2 separate regions of the Ovis aries genome follow, and region 2 is linked to region 1. A link is a contact called in public Hi-C data. All regions are on one chromosome and are shown on one strand. Each heading gives the region's core, a stretch centred on a gene start, on an enhancer-like site or on the middle of the called end of the contact. The rest is flanking DNA. Distances are from core to core; before and after follow the strand shown.

Region 1 (5,249 bases), core at 1,947-4,446:
GTGGCCCTAGTATTTAAGTCATTTATTTGAATCAAGTGTTGTTCATCCCTAATCAGTGCACACGTAACCAAATCTCCAGACAGAAGATGACGTGAATTTTCCAAAACAGAAGGTAAGCTACATGTCTGAGAAAAATAAACTTTGGATACAACTAAAAACTTAATTTTTGGCAATTCTGATGCTACCAGAATCAGCCAAAAACAAACAAACAAACAAACCTAGCATACTAGCACAAATATATATTGCCTGTTATGTACTAGGCAAATAAGATGAAAAAACAACAACAAAGATATGAGTTTAACAGTTTGGGAATGGAAAAAAATCTTTAAAGCCGAAAAAAAAATTCTTAAGAACACTTACTTCCCATCACCTTAACCCTGGATAAGCAATTAACTTCAGTAACTCTTCCCTCTTTTTCTGGAGAAGGGAGTGAGAGTTAAAACTGAATAAATACTGTATTTATTTGCAAAGTGCCTGGAATTTTAAAAAATGCATTAAGGACAAAGCACAGCATTATTATAACATTCTTCCATATAGTACATAATACATATAGCCAACTGGGCAGAACCCTCTCATTTCTCCAACATACAAATTAGGTCATCAGAGATTCCACTGTCCTAAGTTTTCCAACAACTAAAACGAAGCAGGACAATTTTTTTTTTTAATCCACAAACTGTACCAATCTAAGGACTTATATTGCAGTTTCAGGCTGTTTATCATTGGTGGCCAGGTGACAACATGGATATGTAGCAATCTGATCATTACTAACTAAATAATTAAAAGCCAAAATCTCTTTGTGGCAGGTTAGTACTATCATTCTTTACATTAAAATTACATTTCATCTATAAGGTAGAACTAACATTTTTTGTTTGACATACAACACAGTTCATTTATTACAGATACTAAAATTACAGTGAATTAAGTAAAAGTTGATATGAATAAATCTATACAATATACAAACTACACAATATATGGATATGGCTGTGCATGGGTTTAGTCTATTCAAAAATCTTAAGGCAAATAGTATTTTATAATATGTCTGGGATAATCTGTTTTTTTAATCTTGAAAAAAATACCATATTCAAAGTTTTAAATACTGTTTATTTTAAAAATAGAAATTACTGAAGAGAACAGAATCATTAAACTAGAGAGCCTAAATATTGTAACACGTTGTAACACACACTCTTTATTAAATCATATAACGTTCCATTAACATATAACGTAAAAGATTAAAGCCTCTAACACATGATAATCTATAACCGTAGAGTTGTGTTTTTCCCATTTTTCCCCATGCACATCCTGACATACATTAATGTAAAAAGTAACATGTCCTTTTTTTCCTCCTCAATAATTATCTTGAACGTATTTTGAATGTTTGTGATTAACCTTTTAATACTGTTTTATTTAGTCCTCTTAATATATTTATTAAAACAGTAAAAAGCTCCTCCATAGTTTGAGAATATCTTTCTTTAATCTGAAATGTTTGAATAAAAATGATTTAAGATTTGTTTCACATTACTTTTAACTTGTTTTTAAAAGTTTATTTCAGGTTTCAAAGAGTAAAATGAATCTCAACACTTTAGAATTTGCTAAATTTAGCACATTAAAAAATACTTTAAAATACGAGTATAAGGGCTCCAAATTGGAAAATCTTTTTCTGAACAAGTTGACTACGATTATTATTGTAAGAGTTTCATTTCCAGCTCCATCTGTTTTTCTAATCACTCTAAATTCCATGTGCAGTGTCAACAGTTAAAAAAAAAAAAAGAACAACCCAAAGTCTTAAAAATCAATCCTTGTCTTAACACACACGCTCTTCGGAGTCGCACGCAGCGTCTGTGTGAGCCGACTCCTCCCCACTCTTGGGGAAAACCCTGCCTAATATTTATAACGTTATGACATACTGTAATACTCACAAGGTGGTTGTAGAAGTATAAACACGACTGGAGCTATCTGATTGGCTGCTGGTGATGTAACACCCATGTCAATACTTCCCACTGAACGCACGTGTTCGACCTTTTATTTAAATTTCCATTTCATCACAGCAATAAGACACTCGGGGCGGTGCATTTTCTGTGAAATGATTATCGCCCAGAGCTGCTGCATCGAATACACAATGCAGCAGACGAGGAGGTGCCCCCGGTTGTAACCTCCTCGCCCGAAAGGTACAGCCTGGTCCAGTCTTTGTGAAGGAACAAAAATAAGTTCACTTCCTCGGGCACCGTTACCCCCCGCCCCCACCCACCCCACCTCAGCAAATGACAAGGCTGGAGAGCAGCTCCCACCGTACAGTTATTTCTCAAAGTCCCAGGTGAACTCGTGGCGAAGGAAGGAAAATGTGCGTCCCGGGCGCGGGTAGGTGCGTGCGGGCAGCGGGGAGGCGGCCAGACCTGACACTCGCCAGCTGTTTGTCCTCCGCGGAGCCCGGCCCCGGCTGCACACGCCCGCCCCCTCCCCGAGACCCCCCAGCCCGCCGCCCGGCCTTTTGTCCCCCGCCCCTCGGCCGACTTCCTTCCCCCGCGGCCGCACCCCCGCCCCCAGGCCGGAGGCGCGGCCCGGCCCCTTTCCCGGTCCCCAGGCGCCCCCACCCCACCCCAGCCCAGCCCCAAGCCCAGCCCCCTCCCCCCGCCCGGCCCCCACCCTTTCCCCCTCCAGCGGTTACTGCTACCCCGGTGCATTGTGGGCGCACGGTCCGTTGTTCATTTGCCATTCGACCTCCGCCAGGGCCTGGTCGGACGGAAACGCTCCGCCGGCTTTATTGTCGGTTCGTTATGTGGCGGAGCCCGGCAGTTTAACGTGCCTCTCGCCCTCAGCGCTTCGGAAGCCGGCAGCCGCGTCGGGACTCCTCGGCGCGCCGGAGGAAGGATATCTTGTTTGGAGGGTCGGTGTGTGCGCGCGGCTTTAAAGAGGGGGCAGCGGAGGGTCTCCCCGCACTCCGCCTCTCAACTTCGAAGGCCCCACGCGCGCCGGCTCGCTGCTCACCTCTCCGCCGCCCGCCCCCCCCTTCTCCGCGCGGGACGCTGCCCGGAGCGCCGCGGGGCGGGGGTGGAGGACGAGGAGGCGGCGGCCCGGCGGGCGGCGGCGGCGGCGGCGGCGGACGCGTGAGGCAGCCCCGGGGAGCGAGCGCGAGCCGGGCGGGAGGGCGAGGCCGAGCCCCGCGAGACCGGAACGCCCGCGGTGGGGGCGGGAGCGAAGCGGAGGGGGAGCGGCGGGGAGCGCGCGGGACGCGGCCCGAGGCCGGGCGCGAGCCGGGGCACCGGGCGGCGGCGGCGGCGCGCGCCATGTCGTTCAGTGAAATGAACCGCAGGACGCTGGCGTTCCGAGGAGGCGGGTTGGTCACCGCCAGCGGCGGCGGCGGCTCCGCGAACAATAACGTTGGCGGGGAGGCCTCGGCTTGGCCCCAGCAGCCCCAGCCAAGACAGCCCCCGCCGCCAGCGCCGCAGCCGCTCAATGGGCGGGGGGCCGACGAGGAAGTGGAATTGGAGGGCCTGGAGCCCCAAGACCTGGAGGCCTCCGCCGGGGCTGCCGCCGCCGCCGAGGAAACCAAGGAGTTGCTGCTCCCCCAAGACGCGGGCGGCCCCACCTCGCTGGGCGGCGGTGGCGCCGGGGGCCCCCTGCTAGCGGAAAGGAACCGTCGGACTCTGGCCTTTCGAGGCGGCGGCGGCGGGGGGCTCGGCAACAATGGCAGTAGCCGCGGCCGCCCCGAGACCTCGGCATGGCCCCTGAGGCATTTCAATGGGCGAGGGCCGGCGGCCGTGGAGCTGGAGCTGGACGCGCTGGAGGGGAAGGAGTTGATGCCGGACGGCGCGTCCCTGAGCGACAGCACCGAGGACGAAGAGGAGGGGGCGAGCCTGGGCGACGGCAGCGGGGCGGAAGGAGGCAGCTGCAGCAGCAGCAGGCGGTCGGGCGGCGATGGCGGGGACGAAGCGGAGGGCAGCGGTGTGGGAGCTGGAGAAGGAGAGACTGTCCAGCACTTCCCGCTCGCGCGGCCCAAGTCCCTAATGCAGAAGCTCCACTGCTCTTTCCAGACCTCCTGGCTCAAAGATTTTCCCTGGCTGCGCTATTCCAAGGATACTGGCCTTATGTCTTGCGGCTGGTGCCAAAAGCCCCCCGAGGACGGAGGAAGCGGGGATCTGCCCCCAGTGGGGCACGACGAGCTTTCGCGAGGGACCCGCAACTACAAGAAAACCCTCCTTCTGAGGCACCACGTCTCTACCGAGCACAAACTCCACGAAGCCAACGCCCAGGTACGATATATGTTGCTCCTGCTTTTTCAGATCTTTGGGGGAAAGGTTTATCAGCTAAAACTCACTCTACTGGGTGAAGACATCTTTCCTGTTAGGAGAGAGGTGTAGGGAATTTAGGCGTGGGGGGTTCGAAAGCCTGGGAATAAGTTTTCAAAAGTTAACCGGGGGAGTTGGGGGGAGGGGGAGGAATGACAATTTTCTAATCATAGCACTGAATTTGATTTAATTTTTTTCATGACTCAGATTTCTTTGCCCGTCAGATTGAATCAGAAGGAAAGTTTAATAAGCGAGGTTGAAGGTTTTAACCCTGTAAGGTTGGCTTTGTGGTTAGAATGTTATTAGCTGTGATTTTAGAAAAGCTGCTTTAATGTTGGTAGTCTTTTAGCGTGCTGTTGGAAGTCAAATCTGGTAACTCTTTGAAGAATGAATTAAACTCTTTCCTTAACCTTTGACGCTACCCCTTTTAGGAGAACATGCAACCGAGAAAATTCTTTTTATCATGTCAGGATAATGTGAAATATGAGAGAGTAGTATGTAAATGTAGAGGAAGCTATTTGTATAAGACTTAGTGAATGATTATACTAAATTCATCTCCTTAAACTTTTTGTTGAACTTCTCTTTCCAAAGGTATGCTTTCGGTAAATTGTGGTAGTTTTTACTTGCTTCCTTCTCCAGATTTCTATGCTGAGATTTTCTGTAATCCCCTTTTTCAAAAAGTTTTCATTTAAATGTAGTTTACTTTAAACTTAGGATATTTGAAATGTTGACTGTAAAGTTACTTCTACCAACTAGTTGGTTCGAACTGGTAGAGAATGTATTTACCAAAATCATAAGTTCTTAGTTATTAAACAGGTAAACGGTACTTCTTAAATCTTGTCTTAGTATTTCTGGATTAAAGATAATAGTCTTATCATTTTGATAATCTCTTTCCAAGCCAAGCAGATGTTAATCAGTCCTCCTAAGACAACCTGTGGTTGTAGATGGAATTCATTCTTTTGTATC
Region 2 (5,249 bases), core at 1,393-3,892, 210 kb after region 1:
CACCCCACTCCCACTCTGTCACGTTATGCTGGCTGTAGCTGGGTCTGACTGTTTTCTTTCCATGTTATTTTCTTCTGGGTGCAGAGGGAAATGTGGATTCTTTGAAATAAGCTCAAGAGTTTTATCTTTGCTCTTTTAGCTGCTGCTGCTGCTAAGTTGCTTCAGTCGTGTCCGACTCCGTGCGACCCCATGGACTAAGCTGATCTTATTTCTAAGATTATAAGCTACAGGATTTTGGGCAATTCACATAACCTCAGTGAGCCTCTTCTGCACAATGGGGATATGACTAGGCCAAAGATGTTCGTGATGATTAAATGACATGCTGCATTTAAAAGCATTTTGTAAACTGTAACAAAGTACACAAATATAGTTATTTATATATGTATGTATAAACTTGATAATATCAATAATTGCGTCTTGCTCACCACTGACAGTAGGCAGTGATAATGCCTTATCTAGGCAATGAATCTCTCTTCCTCTTTACATAAGTGGAACAGGGATCATGTAAGAGGTGAGAGTGGGGAAAAGTGTTAAGATAACTTCCAAATAACTTTCCATAAGGAGGAAGACCAGGGTCATTGCTTCATGATTAGTATAGGGTATGCCTCTTTCTGCTTTCTTTCAGGGTCCTAAAACAGGTCTATTACAAAGTTGCTATATTCCAGTTTTAGTGCTTATAAGCCCCTTTCTATACTTGTGGTTGGTCACACTTAGTCTTCATGACCGTCCTGAGAGAGGTTTGATAATATCTGTTTGCCTGTTTAATGGAAAAGAAGTTGATGATCAGAGAGATGAAGTGTTTTCCTGAAGTTCTCAGGCTAGCCAAGTTGAGTCTAGAATGCGGATCTTTCGATTTCTAATCAGGAAACCTTCAGTTACCACGTATCGTGTTCTCTCTTTATCCTTAGGAACAGGGGCTTCCAAACTTTTTTGACGACAGTAAGAGACACAGTTTGTACAGTAGGCACATAGGTCTGCAACTGAAACCAAAGCATCAAGGAACAGTACTCATTCTGATTATGTCCATTGTACCCTATTCTGTCCTGGTCCTTAAAGATGTGCTGTTCACAGTCATTAAAAAGATTCACAACCCACCAGTGGATTGAGACATGCAGTTTGGAAAATATTGATCTAGAAGTTTCTCAAACAATCCCCACAGGACATATGCCCAATACAAGTCCATGGTCTCAAATAGATATTATGAACCTCAGGGAATGAAGAGGAAAATAAAATGAATTCAGAAAGTGTCCCCCAACTAGAACATATTGTCTATGGATTAGGCAGTTAACTCTTGGAAATTGTTTGAAATATGATTTTAAAAACTAAAATAGCAGCATTTCAGCTACTGTGTTTCTACCATATTATGTGCATAGTAAGTTGCTTCAGTTATGCCCAACTCCTTGAGACCCCATGGACTGTAGCCTGCCCGGGTCCTCTGTCCATGGGATTCTCCAAGCAAGAATACTGGAGTGGGCTATTTCCTCCTCCTGGGATCTTCCGGACACAGAGATTGAACCTGCAACTCTTAATGTCTGTTTGCATTGGCAGGCGGGTTCTTTACCACTAACGCCACCTGGGAACCACATTGTGAGCACAGCATCTATCGCTCATAATTGTTATTGCCTTTTTATACATCAGTGTCCACCTGCCTAACCTTTGACCTAGAAGGAAGGGGCTGTACTTTAATCTCAGGGCATTGATTGTTGTGCCTGTTGGGTGCTCAATAAGTACTGGTTCACTTGATACACTAAAAGAATGAATCATGAATTGCAACCATCCTACTTTCTTGTTATTCCCACTATTCAAAATAACTTTAAGTTCAAAAGGCAATGACTTGGTCTATGTACAATCCATGCATTAAAAACAAGGACTACTCGGGACTTCTCTGGGGGTCCAGTGGTTAAGACTTCGTGCTCCCAATGCAGGGGGTGCAGGTTCAATTCCTGGTCAAGAACCTATGATCCCACACCAAAAAAAAAAAAAAAAAAAAAAAAAATTAGGGACTACAAGCTTTATCCTTTTGATATTACCCTGGGGAAATCCAGAGTCTGAATGGAGGGAGAAGTCACAAAGAAAGAGGGAGGAACATGGTTCCCAGACTCCTGAAGCGTGGGTCTGTGCCATTCAAATAAATGCCAGTTTGTAATGATTTTTTTTCTTTTCATTTGGTGACTTGACTACCTCCTAATTGAGTTGAAGCCTAAAGGCTTTACATACAAGTCTGGCCAAAGCAACTGAACTGCAATGCGAGAGTATGAATTTTGTCTCGTGGCTATGTTGGAAAGGAAAAGCTGTGATGAGCCTTCCAGCGGGGCACCTTACAAGCACTGGGGAGCTCCCTATGCTGTGAGTCTTTGCCACAGGCCAAGACCACACACTCTGAAGGCCCCAGAGAGAAAGTCTGTGCAGCTGGAAGCAACAGGGCAGACTCCAGGTCTACACGGCTGTCCTGCCTATGGGTTCTCACAGGTGCAAGTGCAGCCTCGCTCCCCAAGGAGTCAAGACCCAGGGTCTCTGGGGACTCACGGGATGCCTGCACAGCTCCAGGACCCTGCCCGATGGACTGGTATGTGAAACAGCAACTCTTCATGCCCCAGCCTTTGGGAGGGACCAGAGATGACATCAATGCCCTGTTTGTTCTCTGGGCAGACAGAGTGTGTGTACCACCAACACCATTACACATGCTGCCTGATGCTAAGAGAGATGCAGGGATGGACGGTGTTGGGTCAGTGCCATCTCTTTGTTTTTCTCTTTGAAATGAACTGGGAAAATAGGTTGTACTGCAGTCCACAGGGTTTTCTTTGGATTTTTGTTTGTGAGTAGTCATTAATAATGAAGCTACCAATTGCAAACTAAAAAACTAAAATATATTTTTAAAGTCTATTTACGTGGAGATTTAAAAATAATGTTACAACGTTTTCCAGATATTGCAGTAGTATTTATTTATTCTATGAAACAGAAATGCTTTTTAAAATTGTGAGTGAACATAATCACTTATATGTATCTGAAGAGAATGAAAAGAACATGAGCTTTCGGTTAGGCAGACCTGGGTTTGAAAGGCAGCGCTGGCCCTTTCTAACCTGCATGTGTGTGTGTTAAGCTGCTTCAGTCATTTTCGACTCTGCGCAACCCTGTGGACTGTAGCTGGCTCCTTTGTCCATGGCATTCTCCAGGCGAGAATGTTGGAGGGTATTGCCATTTCCTTCTCCAGGGGATCTTCGGGACCCAGGGATCGACCCCACCTCTCTTAGGTCTCTTGTGTTGGTGGGTTCTTCCCTGGTGGCTCAGACAGTAAAGCGTCTGTCTGCAATGCAGGAGACCCGTGTTCGATCCCTGGGTTGGGAAGATCCCCTGGAGAAGGAGATGGCAGCCCACTCCAGTATTCTTGCCTGGAAAATCCCACGGATAGAGCCTGGTAGGCTACCGTCCATGGGGTCACAAAGAGTCGGACACGATTGAGCGAGTTCACTTTCACTTTCACTTTACCACTAGTGCCACCTGGGAAGCCTTCTAACCTGCACGGCAGGGGTTAAATATATAACTTCCCTGGTCCTCAATCTCCTATCAAGACAGGAAAACAAACCATACAGGATTGCTGTGAGGATTAAATACAAGTGCAGTCAAATTAATTTATTAAATCAGCTAGATCTATTTTTTCACTTCTAATTTAATAAATACATAATTTGGGGCATGTAAATACTACGTATGTTTACATTTTAGCTTTCATGTATATTTCACATCTAGTTTTATAAACGTAAGTCAAAATCTTCTTTCCCACAACCCTTTAAGAGTCTGTGAAGCAGAAAAGAGAAAAACATAATTTTATTTTACAGATGAAAAAGTTAATTCCCACGAAGAGAGTGAGTTAACCAAACCAAGCCTGAAGTCCGATTTTTTGACTTCCAAATACTGGTAAAGTCCCAGGTGAAAGTGTTGTGAAAGCGTTAGTTGCTCAGTCCTATCCAAGTCTGCGACCCCAGGGACTATGTACAGCCTGCCAGTCTCCTCTGTCCATGGGATTCTCCAGGCAAGAGTACTGCAGTGGGTTGCCATTTCCTTCTCCAAGAATACTGGAGTGGGTTGCATTTCCTTCTCCAGGGGATCTTCCCCACCCAGAGATCGAACCCCAATCTCTTGCATTGCAGGCAGATTCTTTCCTAGGTTACCTGCTGTTACCAGTGCAGCGATTTACAACCAGAGGAGAGGACGGGGTGAGATTAGGAGTAGGGTGGGGATGCGTACTTGGAAGAAATACAGTAATACTTTAATCATTTCTATTTGTCTTTAATTGTGACCCTTAATTTATCTGAAGACTTCAAAGGATATTAGAGGCGAACACGGGCTGTTTCTGTCTATCTGAAGGGGCGTTGGTTGGAGAAGTGCCAAAATCACCACCCTAGGAAGCCGGTTCCCCCCAAATGAAACCTGAAACCAACCTTTCGTTTCCTGGGGATGGGCTCATCAAAGAGCAGGTTGCCGGCCTCTGCCTCGTCGATGCCATCGTCTGGGGGCGCGGGGCTGCGGAAGGGCTTGAAGCTGTCGGCGGACAGCGGCGGCGACGGCGTGGACGGGTTGGACTGGTCGCTGGGGGCACTCCAGCTCCAGTAGCCGCTGCTGCTGGTGCTGGAAGGCACGCCGCCCCCCTCCTTCCAGGATCCGCTCAGGCCCTCTGTCGGAGCACACAAGCACAGCGTCAGCGCCCAGTCCCGGGCTCCCGGGGCACCCAGGCCGGGGTCAGAGGGGCAGTGACCGCCGAGATTCCCTGCTGGTGAAAGCACCTGTAGCCAACTTAGTAATTTGCAACAGCTCAGTATGTACGTTGTACTCTATTTATACTTTCAAAAAAGTTGCATGATAGTTTGTTTATAAACATCTGTTTTAGCCATATATGCGTGCGCGCTAAGTCGCTTCTGTCCTGTGGACTGTAGCCCACCATGCTCCTCTGTCCATGAGATTCTCCCGGCAAGAATACTAAAGTGGGTTCCTATGCTCCCCTCAGGACAGGCCTTTTCTAAGAGTTTTCTGATGGATGTTGCTTTACGCAAAACTAGTTCTTTAGGATGATAGTGGAGAATACATGAAAACAAGGAGGAAAAAAAAGATGTTATGGTTCACTAAGTTTAGGAAGTTTAGGTGTTTATGGACTATGTTACTAAGGGAGTAATGATTTGCGGCATTTCTCCAAACCCCATCCCCACATTTTAACATTTTAAAAGGAATTTCTTACAGGGCTGTAATCTTTGGAATAC

What was found. A called contact is a pair of places that touch in the nucleus more often than the background predicts.
Region 2: a Hi-C map of hypothalamus shows a contact between it and region 1, with 3 times the contacts expected there. The contact joins the enhancer-like site here to the promoter of ZBTB10 in region 1. A contact is called at or near these places in 4 of 16 Hi-C or Micro-C datasets (hypothalamus, liver and tail adipose tissue).

The regions. Positions count from the first base shown.
Region 1 is chr9:56,747,325-56,752,573 of ARS-UI_Ramb_v3.0, forward strand. It overlaps ZBTB10 (zinc finger and BTB domain containing 10), which reads left to right and starts at 3,197. Exons shown (of 6, transcript XM_004011759.6): 1 at 3,197-4,247. The coding sequence starts at 3,282.
Region 2 is chr9:56,955,864-56,961,112 of ARS-UI_Ramb_v3.0, forward strand. ZNF704 (zinc finger protein 704) reads right to left here. Exons shown (of 9, transcript XM_027973082.3): 4 at 4,437-4,669. Among named protein-coding and RNA genes, the nearest start is that of ZNF704, 210 kb to the right of the region's middle. Within about 2 kb of position 2,643, at least 9 of the 54 cell types and tissues checked have an H3K27ac peak or open chromatin away from gene starts, as enhancers often do. A contact at or near this core is called in hypothalamus, where this site is marked.